Linked DNA regions of Pan troglodytes: region 2 is linked to region 1. A link is a contact called in public Hi-C data. All regions are on one chromosome and are shown on one strand. Each heading gives the region's core, a stretch centred on a gene start, on an enhancer-like site or on the middle of the called end of the contact. The rest is flanking DNA. Distances are from core to core; before and after follow the strand shown.

Region 1 (5,474 bases), core at 950-3,449:
ATTTGGATTTTTACATGAAATATCTTTATTTTTATTTTATTTTATTTTATTTATTTATTTTTTTTAGAGACAGAGTCTTGCTGTGTTGCCAGGCTGGAGTGCAGTGGTGCCATCATAGCTCACTGCAGCCTCGACCTTCTGGGCTCAAGTGATCCTCCTGCATATGCCTCTGATTTTTAAATGTTGGCAACTAATTCAAATGTTTAGAAAAAACGGCCAGGGACGGGGTGGCTCACGTTTGTAACCCCAATACTGTCTACTAGTTTTCCTCTTCAATTTCCCCTCCTTTGAATGGTTCTCTTTTACTCAGTGCAGGAAGCACATACATGTACCGTTCTCCAGGCTCAAGATGGAATCTCACAAAATCCAAACAAGGTAGGAGCAGAGGGCTGGCACGGTGGCTCGTCTGTAATTCCAGCACTTTGGGAGGCTGAGGCAGGCAGATCACCTGAGGTCAGGAATTTGAGACCAGCCTGGCCAACGTGGTGAAACCCTGTATCTACCAAAAATACAAAAAATTAGCTGGGTGTGGTGTTGCATACCTGTAATCCCAGCTACCCAGCTTGAACCCAGGAGACAGAGGTTGCAGTGAGCTGAGATCGTGCCACTGCACTCTAGCCTGGGTGACATAGCAAGACTCTGTCTCAAAAACAAAAAACAAACAAACAAACAAAAAACAAAAGAAAAAATGGCTGGGGGTGCAGTGGCTCATGCCTGTAATCCCAGCATTTTGAGAGGCAGAGGCAGGCAGATTGCGTGAGCTCAGGCATTTGAGACCAGCCTGGGCAACATGGCTAGACCCCATCTCTACCAAAGGAAAAAAAAATTGCTGGGGCCGGGCGCAGTGGCTCATGTCTTTAATCCTAGCACTTTGGGAGGCCGAGGCGGGCAGATCACTTGAGGTCAGGAGTTTGAGATCAGCTCGGCTGACATGGTGAAACCCTGTCTTTACCAGAAACACAAAAAATTAGCTGGGTGTGGTGGCACACACCTGTAATCCCAGATACTCAGGAGGCTGAGGCAGGAGAATCGCTTGAAGCTGGGAGGCAGAGGTTGCAGTAAGCCCAGATCACGCCATGGCACTCCAGCCTGGGTGACAGAGTGAGACCCTGAGACACACACACACACACACACACACGCCCGGGGGTGGTGGTGCATGCCTGTGGTCCCAGCTACTTGGGATCACTTGACTGGGGGCGGGGGTTGGGGGGGTATGCCAAAGTTTGCACTGAGCAGAGATCGTGCCAGTGCACTCCATTCTGGGTGACAGAGCTAGACCTTGGCTCGAAACAGACAAACAAAAAGCCAAAAAACAAAACAAACAAAAACAAACAAACCCAAAACACACAAAACAAAACAAAACAAAACAACCTGTCCTGAACAAAATCAAACAAGCCACAGGAAACACAGCAGAGAGACCGAGGCTAGAGAGGCAAGGCTCGCCTTGATTCCTGCAGCATAAGAACCTGAGCCAGCGCAGAGGGGATTGAGGTGGAGCTGATTAAAGGGGCAAAATCTCCAACACCAGCTTCTGCCTTCATTTCTAGACTTTGAGAATCCAGTATTGGCACTGGGGGACAGTGCTGTGCTGGGGACCCAAGGGACACAGAGAAGCGTGGGCAGCCGTAGATTATCCTCTTTCCCTGCAGCCTGCTGTCAGCCTGCTTGAACTTCTGAAGAATGGGCACCAAGAGGGCTAGGATTGACCGAAGCGGGATGGATTTGTGCAAAACGGAGAGACATCAGACATCCACTAGGAGGCAGCAGAGGAGCAGGGAAAGAAACTGCTCTCCCGGCTTCTGGAAGCCAAGCCTGCACACCCTCCCACCCCCTGACTACATCCTCCCTATCCCAGGAGGCTGACTTGGGAGGTTGTTGGGTTGCAGGCCGCCACTAACCGACAGGGTGGCTTTGTGCAAATCAGAGGAAGCTCCCATCCTCATGGGAAATGTAGGCTAGGGCATGACTTGGTGAGCGGAGCTTGGGGTGGATCAGTCCACGTCCTCCTATGCCCTGTGCCCTTGGCAACGCAGGGGCCATGGTGGGGGGTGGGTGGGGGGAGCTGAGGGCGGAGGGCACTGAGGAGCAGGGTGAGACAGGCGTGCTGCTGCTGGTGTGCCCTCCACTGCACTGTGTACTGGAGGTTTGAGTGCCGGCGCGAGGCAGCAGGGGCTCCCCGCAGAGGGCGCCACATTGCCCCGCGCTAGCTCTGCGCCGGCTCCGGCCTTTCCAGCAGGTGGCGGGTTCCACTCTCTGTCCTGGAGACTGCTGAGGCCCTCGCGGGAGGTCCACGCCTGCACGGGCCTGGGGGCAGAAGCGCGTGGGCAGGACCCAGGAGGACAGGCAAACCGGCAGCAGACAGGCCCCAGGAGAAAGCAGCCGCCTGTGAGCCAGCGGCTCCGAGGTGCAGCACGCTGTCGTTTTGGAGGCTCAGAGAGGGGAGTTGGGTAGCATCGGGCAGAGCCAGGGTGAGAACTTCCGTGTCCTCACTCTCAGTTCAGTGCGCCTTCCTCCACAGCACTCCTTCCAGTTGATCCCAATCATGTCCCAGCCTGGCCCAAACCCTTCCTTGGAGACACACAAGCCCCTGAGCTTGGCACTCCAGGCCCGCCTGACCCCGCTGAAGTCACCTCTGCCGTGGCCTTCCACTCAGGCAGCTGAATCCCCTGGGGGTTCCCTGAGGAAGTCGCACCCCCTCACACCCTTAGCCCCTGTGCCTGCTGTCCCCCTGCCTGCAATGCACCTCCTATGGCTGACCCATCCACTTGTGAGCCTTTCATCTTCCCAATTTAGTTAGGATTTCCTCCTCTGGAAGCCGTCCTTGCCCCTCCGAGGCTGGGCTCCCCCTACCCTGTGCTACCCTACAGGGCCCTTCTCACCACACCACAGCCTCCCCAGCAGACGGTGAGCTTGGCCAGGGCCCAGTCTGACTGGAATGCATCTGTATCCCCGTGCCTGGCACAGAGCAGATGGTTGTAAATATCTGCTGCTAAATGAAAGAAAGGCCTTACTACATTCCCTCCCCACCCTCTGCAGCGGCAGCCTTGCCATCATGGAGGGAAGACACGCAGGCAGGGGGCTGTGGGTGTGTGCATGCGTGTGCGCGTGTGTGTACTGTCAGGTGCACATATGGAGGGCCTCAGGCACCAGAGACAAGGAATAATTCCTATGGGAGATTGTATGTGCATAGGCGCAGACAGGTACAGACAGGCACAGACAGACATGTGCACACCAACCCAGAAAGATGTGGAGCTTCATACACACGGGGAGATTTATTTAAAACAAAAACAATTTTCATGGAAGTGTAACATACATAGAGAGAAGTACTCAAGTCATAAGTCTACAGTGTGATGAAGTTTCACAAACTGAACAGATCATGCTACCAGCACTCATGTCAGGAAGCAGAGCAGAGTCAGCCCCCAGGAGTCCCAGTGAAAGCTGCATTTTTTTTTTCCCAGACAGGGTCTCGTTCTGTTGTCCAGGCTGGAGTGCAGTGGTGTGACCAAGGCTCACTGCAGCTGCAGCTTCAACTTCCCAAGCTCAAGTGATCCTCCCACTTCAGCCTCCTGAGTAGCTGGGACCACAGATGTGTGCCACCATGCCTGGCTAATTTTTATTTATTTTTTGTACAGACAAGTTCTGACCACGTCGCCCAGGCTAGTGGGAGCATTTTGAACACCTGCTGCCTGACTCCTAACCTGAAAGGCGGAGGGGGAAGGGCACAGGGAGGAGAGTCTGGCGCCCTCCAAGGGCCTGGCCTGCCCTGAGTTGCTCTAGGGGTGTTACTGCTTTTTAACCTCAGGCCCTATCTCTGACGACTTTCCTGCCACTGTCATTGCCCCTACTACTCCAGCACCTGGGTCTGCGGGACCCTTGAACAGCTCCCTCCTGGGTCTGCCCGGCCCTTGCACAGCTCCCTCCTGGGCCAGCAGGCTCAAGGGTTTATGTGTCCTCTTCCCAGGTCCACCTCAGGTGCCATAGGGCTTCTACGGTTTTGAGCTCTTACCAGCCATTGGCTTATTTCTGCTTTTTTCCCCATGCCTGAGGGGCTGGTCTGTGAGAGGGCATGGCTTTGGCAGTGACATTTTGCAGCTCCTTGCCCCAGCCAGGCTTATCATGGCTCTTGAGTAGGGGCAGCAGGGATAAAACGAAGGCTACTCCAATGTCCTGGAACTGCAAAGCCAATGGGTGGGCAGTGTGCAAAGACCTGTCCCCCAGAACCAGCTATCCCAGTGCAGAGCTGGCATGACTGTGTTTGGGACAATGATAAGAGCCTCCTGACACTGTGCAAGTCTGTGTGTTGAGACATGCATAGAGACGCTGTGTCCAGCTGTGCATATTTTATGGGGACTATGCATGAAACTATGTGTGAGATGGGGGTTTGGGACACCGTGTGGTGTGCTGAGAGTATATATGATTGAGTTGCACGTGCAGGGCTGTGTGCTGTGGGCCTGTGACAGGGAGTGCTGGTTAGGTATCTGTTCCAGTGGTGGTGTGTGTGCTTGAAAGCCTGTGTGTGTGTGTGTGTGTGTCTGTGTGTGTGTGTAGATGTGTTTGTTGGTTAGGGGCAGTGTGGACAGAATACCTTGTTTACAGTGGAACTGTAGTTCTAGATGTGTTTGCTGACTGCAACCAAGAAGTTACCTGTGGGGACCCAATGGTGGTGAGGAGGGGTCCATCTGAAAAGGAGAAGGGCTGGGTGCGATGGCTCATGCCTATGATCCCAATACTTTGAGAGATGGGAGAATTGCTTGAGGCCAGGAGTTTGAGATCAGCCTGGGCAACACAGTGAGACCCTGTCTCTATGAAAAATTAAAAATTAAAAAATTAGTCGGGCATGATGGCATGTGCCTATAGTCCTAGCTTACTTGAGAGGCTAAGGCAGGAGGATTGCTGCAGCTCAGGAGTTCAGGGCTGCAGGCAGCTATCGCACAACTGCACTTCAGCCTGGTCAACAGAGTGAGACCCTGTCTCAGAATAGGTAAATAATAAATAAAACAAAAATGAAAAAGAAGGCACAGGGTTGGAGGTGAGAGGCTCTGAGCCAGGCTGCCCCTTCCTCGTGGGGTCTTAACTGCCTGGTCCCTTTCCTCACCTCCAGCTGTGGGGATCAAGCACCCTGCCTACCCACTCATCTGCAGAAATGGGCTAGGTGCGGCCTAGGCTGAGGCCCAGATGCTGAGATGGCAGGCCTAAGGAGGAGGGGGTGGGGCAGCGACGTGCCCGAGCAGTGGGCAGCTTGCCCTGTGCTGAGCTGGGTTGGCAGCTGGTGCTGGGAGCAGGAGGGGCCCCACTCAAGCAGGCTGGGGCAGGTTGGGCAGGGCCTGTCTCAGGCATGGAGGAGATGGAGCTGATGGAGCAAGCCCAGGCCTTGTTTGTGCCAAGATGGAAGGTTGAGGGGCAGTGGTGCGTGCTGTGGGAGGAAGGTGTGTCATGCTCATGGTCTGTGCACACATATCCCCATCGTGAGTGCA
Region 2 (5,474 bases), core at 1,234-3,733, 740 kb after region 1:
TCCTCACAACCCAGCCCTAAACCAATCCCATCCTAAACCCCAGCTCTGACCCTCACCCCTCTCAGATCATCTGTGTGCCCAAAATTCCATTGTCAGCCCTACCACTGCTCCAAAACCTAACCAGCCCTCCAAGCCTTGCCTTCCCAGGCCCTTTCTAATCCTCCTCCCTATTCTATAGCCCAGGAGCACCGCACACCTCTATCGTCTCCAGTAACCCTCCGCTAAGCCCCCCAGCATCCACACTGCCCACAAACCCCACTTGTGCTCAGACTGCCCACATTGCGCCCACACTGGCCCCCTGTCCAGCCATCAGGAGCCTCTGCTGCACCCGACTGTGCACGCCCAGGCTGGGAGCTGACACAGAGGGACAGGGGCTGGGGACATGACGTGTCCCCCACTAAGAACAGCAGACGCCCTCCCAGCACCAGTGGCTTTATGACAAGACTTGTAGGGGGTCATTCAGACTCAGGCCCCAGCCTGCCTGCCCTGCAGAGGTGGGGGATGGGTCAGAGCAGGCACTTCTGTGCCTTCCCAGCTCAGGGCCCCACTGCACACAGCCCCAAGCCCACTCCTCTCCCCCAGGCCCTGGGAATGCGCACCTTAGGGGAGGGAGTCAAACCCAGGCCCCTGGCATGGGTTCCAATACGCCCAGGGGACTCATCTTCCCCCTCACCCCGCACCCCTCGATCCTGCCCCGCCCCCAGAGCACCCCAGTCCCTGCCCTACTCTAAAGGCCCAGCAGGCTGAATTGGAGACCCCCCACTCTCCTAGCCAGACTGGGGCCGGCAGTGGGTGGGGGCGGTGGTGCAGGACCCCTGGCTGGCCTCCCTCGCCTGCCCTCAGGCCCAGGCTGCATTCCCAGAAAGCCCAGGCCTGCCACTCAGGGACACACAAGCTGAGCTCAGCACCCTCCTCTGCTTCCCAGGAAGCTGCTGGGACTCCTCCCTCAGCCTCAGCCTGAAGTCCTCCTGCTGCAGTCACTGCCACAATGCTTCAGGTGCCCCAGACTCACCAGGCCCACCCAGCCCTCTCTCACCCCCTCAGCCTTCAAGCCAAGGTGGGCTTGGTAGGTCCTTCCCTTGGCCTGCCACTGTCCTGTCAGAAGCCCCAGCCCATGGAGCAGGGGCCCCACGCCCCCACCATAGTGGGCAGGGAAGACCCAGAGAGGTCGCAGTGTGGCACTTATCACTCAATGGAGCTGGAACATAACTCTCACCCTGCAGCAGGCCTCGGCCAGGCCGGGGCTCACCCCCAGAATCCCAGACAGGGGCAAGGGGTGTCTGAGGACAGTGGGAGCTGGGGAGAGGCAGGGGATCCAGGGATGGGTAAAGGCCAGGCCTCTGGGCCAGGGCGTCCCCAGATGTGCGCCAGGAAGTTCTTCTAGTCATCTAACCTCGATTCCCTACGATGCAGTCCAAGAGGAAAAGGAGATTCTCCTCCCAGTGAACCTCTCCCCTCCAGCTGCCATCCAGGCCCAGGCCCCGGCCCCTCTTGCCTGCTGACCACTCGGGCCCCTAGCCCCACCCCAGCTGGTCTCCCTACCTGAGGCCCCGCCCTCCACTACGGGCTCTTCACTAACGGTCAAGGCCGCAACACTCAGCCATCCCACCCAGCAGCCTGACCCCCACGGAGCCTCAACACACCAGACCGCTATTGCTGTCCGGAGGCCCCACAGCTTCCACCTCCCTGGTTTTGCTAGGCCGCCCACGGCCTGGAGTGCACTCCCTGGTGAAATCTTGTCTTTCCTACAAGGGGAGCGTCCCCTCTCTGAGCCCGGACCACTGTGCTTTGTGGTCTGATGGCCTTTCCCCGCCCCTGCCCCACAGCTTTGTGGTGGGCCTCTGCCACCCTCCAGCCCTCCAGCTTCCTGAGGGCACAGCCTCTCTAGGCGCAGCTCTTGCTGCCTGGCACAGCTGTGACACCTCCATCCCTCCTGCTACTGTGTGGAGGCCAGGCCCTAGGTGCTTCCCACTGTCCCTTCAACAGTCCTGCAACATTGGTGTCCTTCTCCCCATTGTACTTACAAGGACACTGAGGCTACAACCATTTTAGGGATGGACCAAGGTGAAGAGTGGGGATTACACCTCAAAGCTCGCCCTCCAAAGGAGCCTGCTGAAGATCTGCCTCGAGTGGGTGATGAGGTGGGGAGCCCTGGGGAAGGAGCTGGAGGGCAAACGGGGCCAGGCCCAGCCTTTCACCTATGTCCAAGGAATCCTACCGTGAGGTCCCCAGGCTCCACAGAACCCACACCATGAACTCTGCCCACACCACACACACACACACACACACACACACACACACACACAGCTAAGCTGCATGCACACACCCACCCAGCTCCTGTACCCCCACACCCCGAGGCCTGCACCCACACACAGACGTGCTCCTCCCCAACCCCTCTCCTGGCCTCCTCCACCCACACCCAGACCTGCCGGGCAGGCCAAGCAGGCCCAGCTGCCGGGAGAGGCTCCAGAGGCTCCCCACCCCCACTTGGAGCCAGGATGCTGGGGTTCCGTGGGGCAGGAGCGCCCCCAGCTGACAGGTGTGGGACACATAGGGGACAAGGACCCAATCCAGGCCCCAGACCAGAAAAAAAGAGTCCTCCGTGCCCCAGACCCCCTGGCCACCCACTGCTTCTAGAACTTACTGAGCACCCAGGCCCAAATTAGAGGGCATGACCCAGGGGAAGAGAAGAGAGGAGGTCAGGCCTGGCACCACGCTAGCAAAAACACAGTGGCCAGAGGCAGGCAGCGTGGCCAAAGTGTAGATGTTGCCTCGGGCTCAGTGATGGAGGGGCCAGGGGCTGGAGATGAAGAAAGGATCTCATGCGACTCTCAGGTTTCTGGGACTGGCTGGCTGGGGAGACCAAGGGGCTGGGAAGGCAGCTGAAGAGCTCATCTCAGACATGTTGGGTCTGAGGGACCTGAGCAGCGTCCTGGTGGAGGCCAGCAGGAGGGGGACACTCACGTCTGAAGCTCTGGCTAGTCAAGGGACATGGCAGGGAAGCGGGGAGATTCCTTATGGCCCACTGTCCCCCTGTCTGGCCTCTGCCCCATGCTCGTGCAAGTCTTCTCTTCTCAAAATGGGCTTAGTGCAGATAAGCCTCTGCTAAGGTCCCTTCCTGCCCTTGTGCTTGTCATTACCCGCCCACCCTCTCTCCACCAGGCCTCAGTGCCCTGCAGAGCCCTCCTGAGGACACACACTGAGGACACAGGTTCTATCAACTCCCATTAATTGAGCACTTACTATGTGCTAGGCACTTTGCTAAGGAGGTCACCAGCCTGAGTGAACATGGGGTCACTTTGACATCAATGCCCAAGTCAGAGAGGCTCCTGGCCCTCAGCAGCATGCTGCAGGGCCTCAGGTAGTCCCTCAGAAAGTCCTCCAGTTAATTTCGGGGCCCCAGGAATACTGCCCTATAAGCAGGAGCAAGCCTGCACTGGCTGTGCTCTGCTTCCCTGCGAAGACACCGCTGCCTCCGTGGCATGAGAACTCTGCTCTGGAGAGCACCCATCCTCCACCCATGGCCAGCTCAGTCCTCAGCCCTCAAAGCCTCAGTTGTCTGTGACCGGATGCTGAGGAGGAGGGATGGGGAGCGACTCTTCCCTCTCTAAACACCATGCCCCAGGCCCTGAGGCCACACTGTTTAGGCCAGAATCTTAGAGGCCTTCAAAAACAAGTCTCCCTCATTCCCTGGTCCTAATCTCCTTAACCTCTAAGGGTTCCCTCTTGGCAGCCCTTCAAGCAAGCAGGGCTGACACTGAGCCTACCCTATCCACTGTCTCCCAGCCCCCTTACTCCCCAAACACCTGCTACACAGACCTCCAGCCTCTTCCACCAGTCCAGACACCAAACGCACCAAATACACCAGATATTATCATTACTGTACCCAACACTTTACTATATGCTCTAGACTATGCCATTCCCTATATTATCCCTATAATAAGGACAACTGAGGAGGAGACTGAAGGTCAGAGAGGTTAAGTCATCTACTGAGGTCACACAGGTAGATTGGAACCAAGGCACATGCAACCCCAACCCTTCAGGGTAACGCCTGAATCCCCAGCACTGCTCCATGGAGAAGCCGCAGAGCCCGGGGATCTGCACTCTCTTACCCCTATGCTTGCACTCATGCCCACAGGCTGCCTAGGCCCCAACCGGCTTCCCCCAGCCCTGCGCCCACCTTTCCAGACCCGGCTGCCTCGTGCGTCCTCACTGAAGCCTTTCCCCACGCCCTCTGGCTGAGTGAGGTGCTCCTTCTCTGTGCTGACCTCTAATGTGACTCTTTCCTTTCTCACTTTAAGAAAAGTGAGAAAGCATCTTCATTCTAGATAGATGCTGCAGATCCTAAAATACTACTGTGGACAAAGCCCAGATCCCTCCTCTAGTAGGGCTTACGTCCTGGGTGAGGAAGAAGGACCATAAAATAAAAGAACACTGTGAGGGCCGCTATGTGGGCATGCAGCCCAGGCAGCCACCCAGGGTCCCGCTCTGCTGCCTGGGAGTTCTTAATAATTTTTAAATGAAAGTCCCCACATTTTCATTTTGCATTGAGACTACAAGTTATGCAGCCAGTCTTAAAGACAGTATGTTAGGCGGCAGCGGCTATGGAGAGAAATAACGCAGGAGAGGGGAATGGAGGGGCAGGAGGAGGGATCATACATTTAAATAGTGTGGTCAGGGAAGGCTTCACTAGAAGGTAATGTCTCTGAAGACCTGAAGGAGGCGGGAGAGCCAGCCATGTGGTTGAGGGTGGGAGGGGTGATGGATGGAGAGAGCATTGTGGGAGATGGGGGCTGAGAGCCTGAGAGGCTCACATTAAGACCTGGCTTTCCTTTGCTGAGACCAGAAGATGCACATCATAGCATAGTGGGGCACATAGCAAAGTGACATGACCTGATTAAGGATTCAGCAGGACCCCTGCTGCAGGGGCAAGGGCAGAGGCCTGTAGATCACCTTAACACTTTCTTGAAATCACTTTTCTGTCTCCCAGTAGGCCTGTTGGACTGGGGTGGGGAGGAGGAGTGGAGGCATTGGAGGGGATGGCCAAGCGTCTGGTCTGGGCAACCACGAGGGCAGAGGAGCCATTCAAACGAATCCAGAGACCATCAGAAGAAAACAGAGTGAGCAGGGTGAATGATGGGGAGACGAGGGGCCCACGGATGGCAGCTTTCACCCAGAAGCTGACCAAAGGCCCTGCCAAAGTCAAGGGCCCACCCGCAGACACCTACACCCCACCCAATATTGAAGCCCGACCATTCCTACATATTGACAGGGAGGATAAAGGCCTAGAGCTGCCTCTTACCTTCTCCTGCTCTCTGGAATCAGGGCACCTTCTCCTCCTGATTCCCTCAGATCTTCCCACCCCTTCCCATCTCTCTCACAACCTCAGGAAGCATGACAGCTCCTGCAATAGTGAATTAGCATTTCACTCACAGAGGGGAACTCCAGATAGGACAGCACTGCTCAGTCCAGCC

Evidence for each region. Hi-C and Micro-C count contacts between places; a contact is called where the count stands out from the background.
Region 2: a contact with region 1 is called in a Hi-C map of induced pluripotent stem cells, with 6 times the contacts expected there. The contact joins two enhancer-like sites. A contact is called at or near these places in 3 of 7 Hi-C or Micro-C datasets (blood and induced pluripotent stem cells).

The regions. Positions count from the first base shown.
Region 1 is chr10:42,991,257-42,996,730 of NHGRI_mPanTro3-v2.0_pri, forward strand. No RefSeq gene overlaps it. Among named protein-coding and RNA genes, the nearest start is that of KRT8, 26 kb to the left of the region's middle. Within about 2 kb of position 2,200, at least 6 of the 24 cell types and tissues checked have an H3K27ac peak or open chromatin away from gene starts, as enhancers often do. A contact at or near this core is called in induced pluripotent stem cells, where this site is marked.
Region 2 is chr10:43,727,673-43,733,146 of NHGRI_mPanTro3-v2.0_pri, forward strand. No RefSeq gene overlaps it. Among named protein-coding and RNA genes, the nearest start is that of KRT80, 54 kb to the left of the region's middle. Within about 2 kb of position 2,484, at least 2 of the 24 cell types and tissues checked have an H3K27ac peak or open chromatin away from gene starts, as enhancers often do. A contact at or near this core is called in induced pluripotent stem cells, where this site is marked.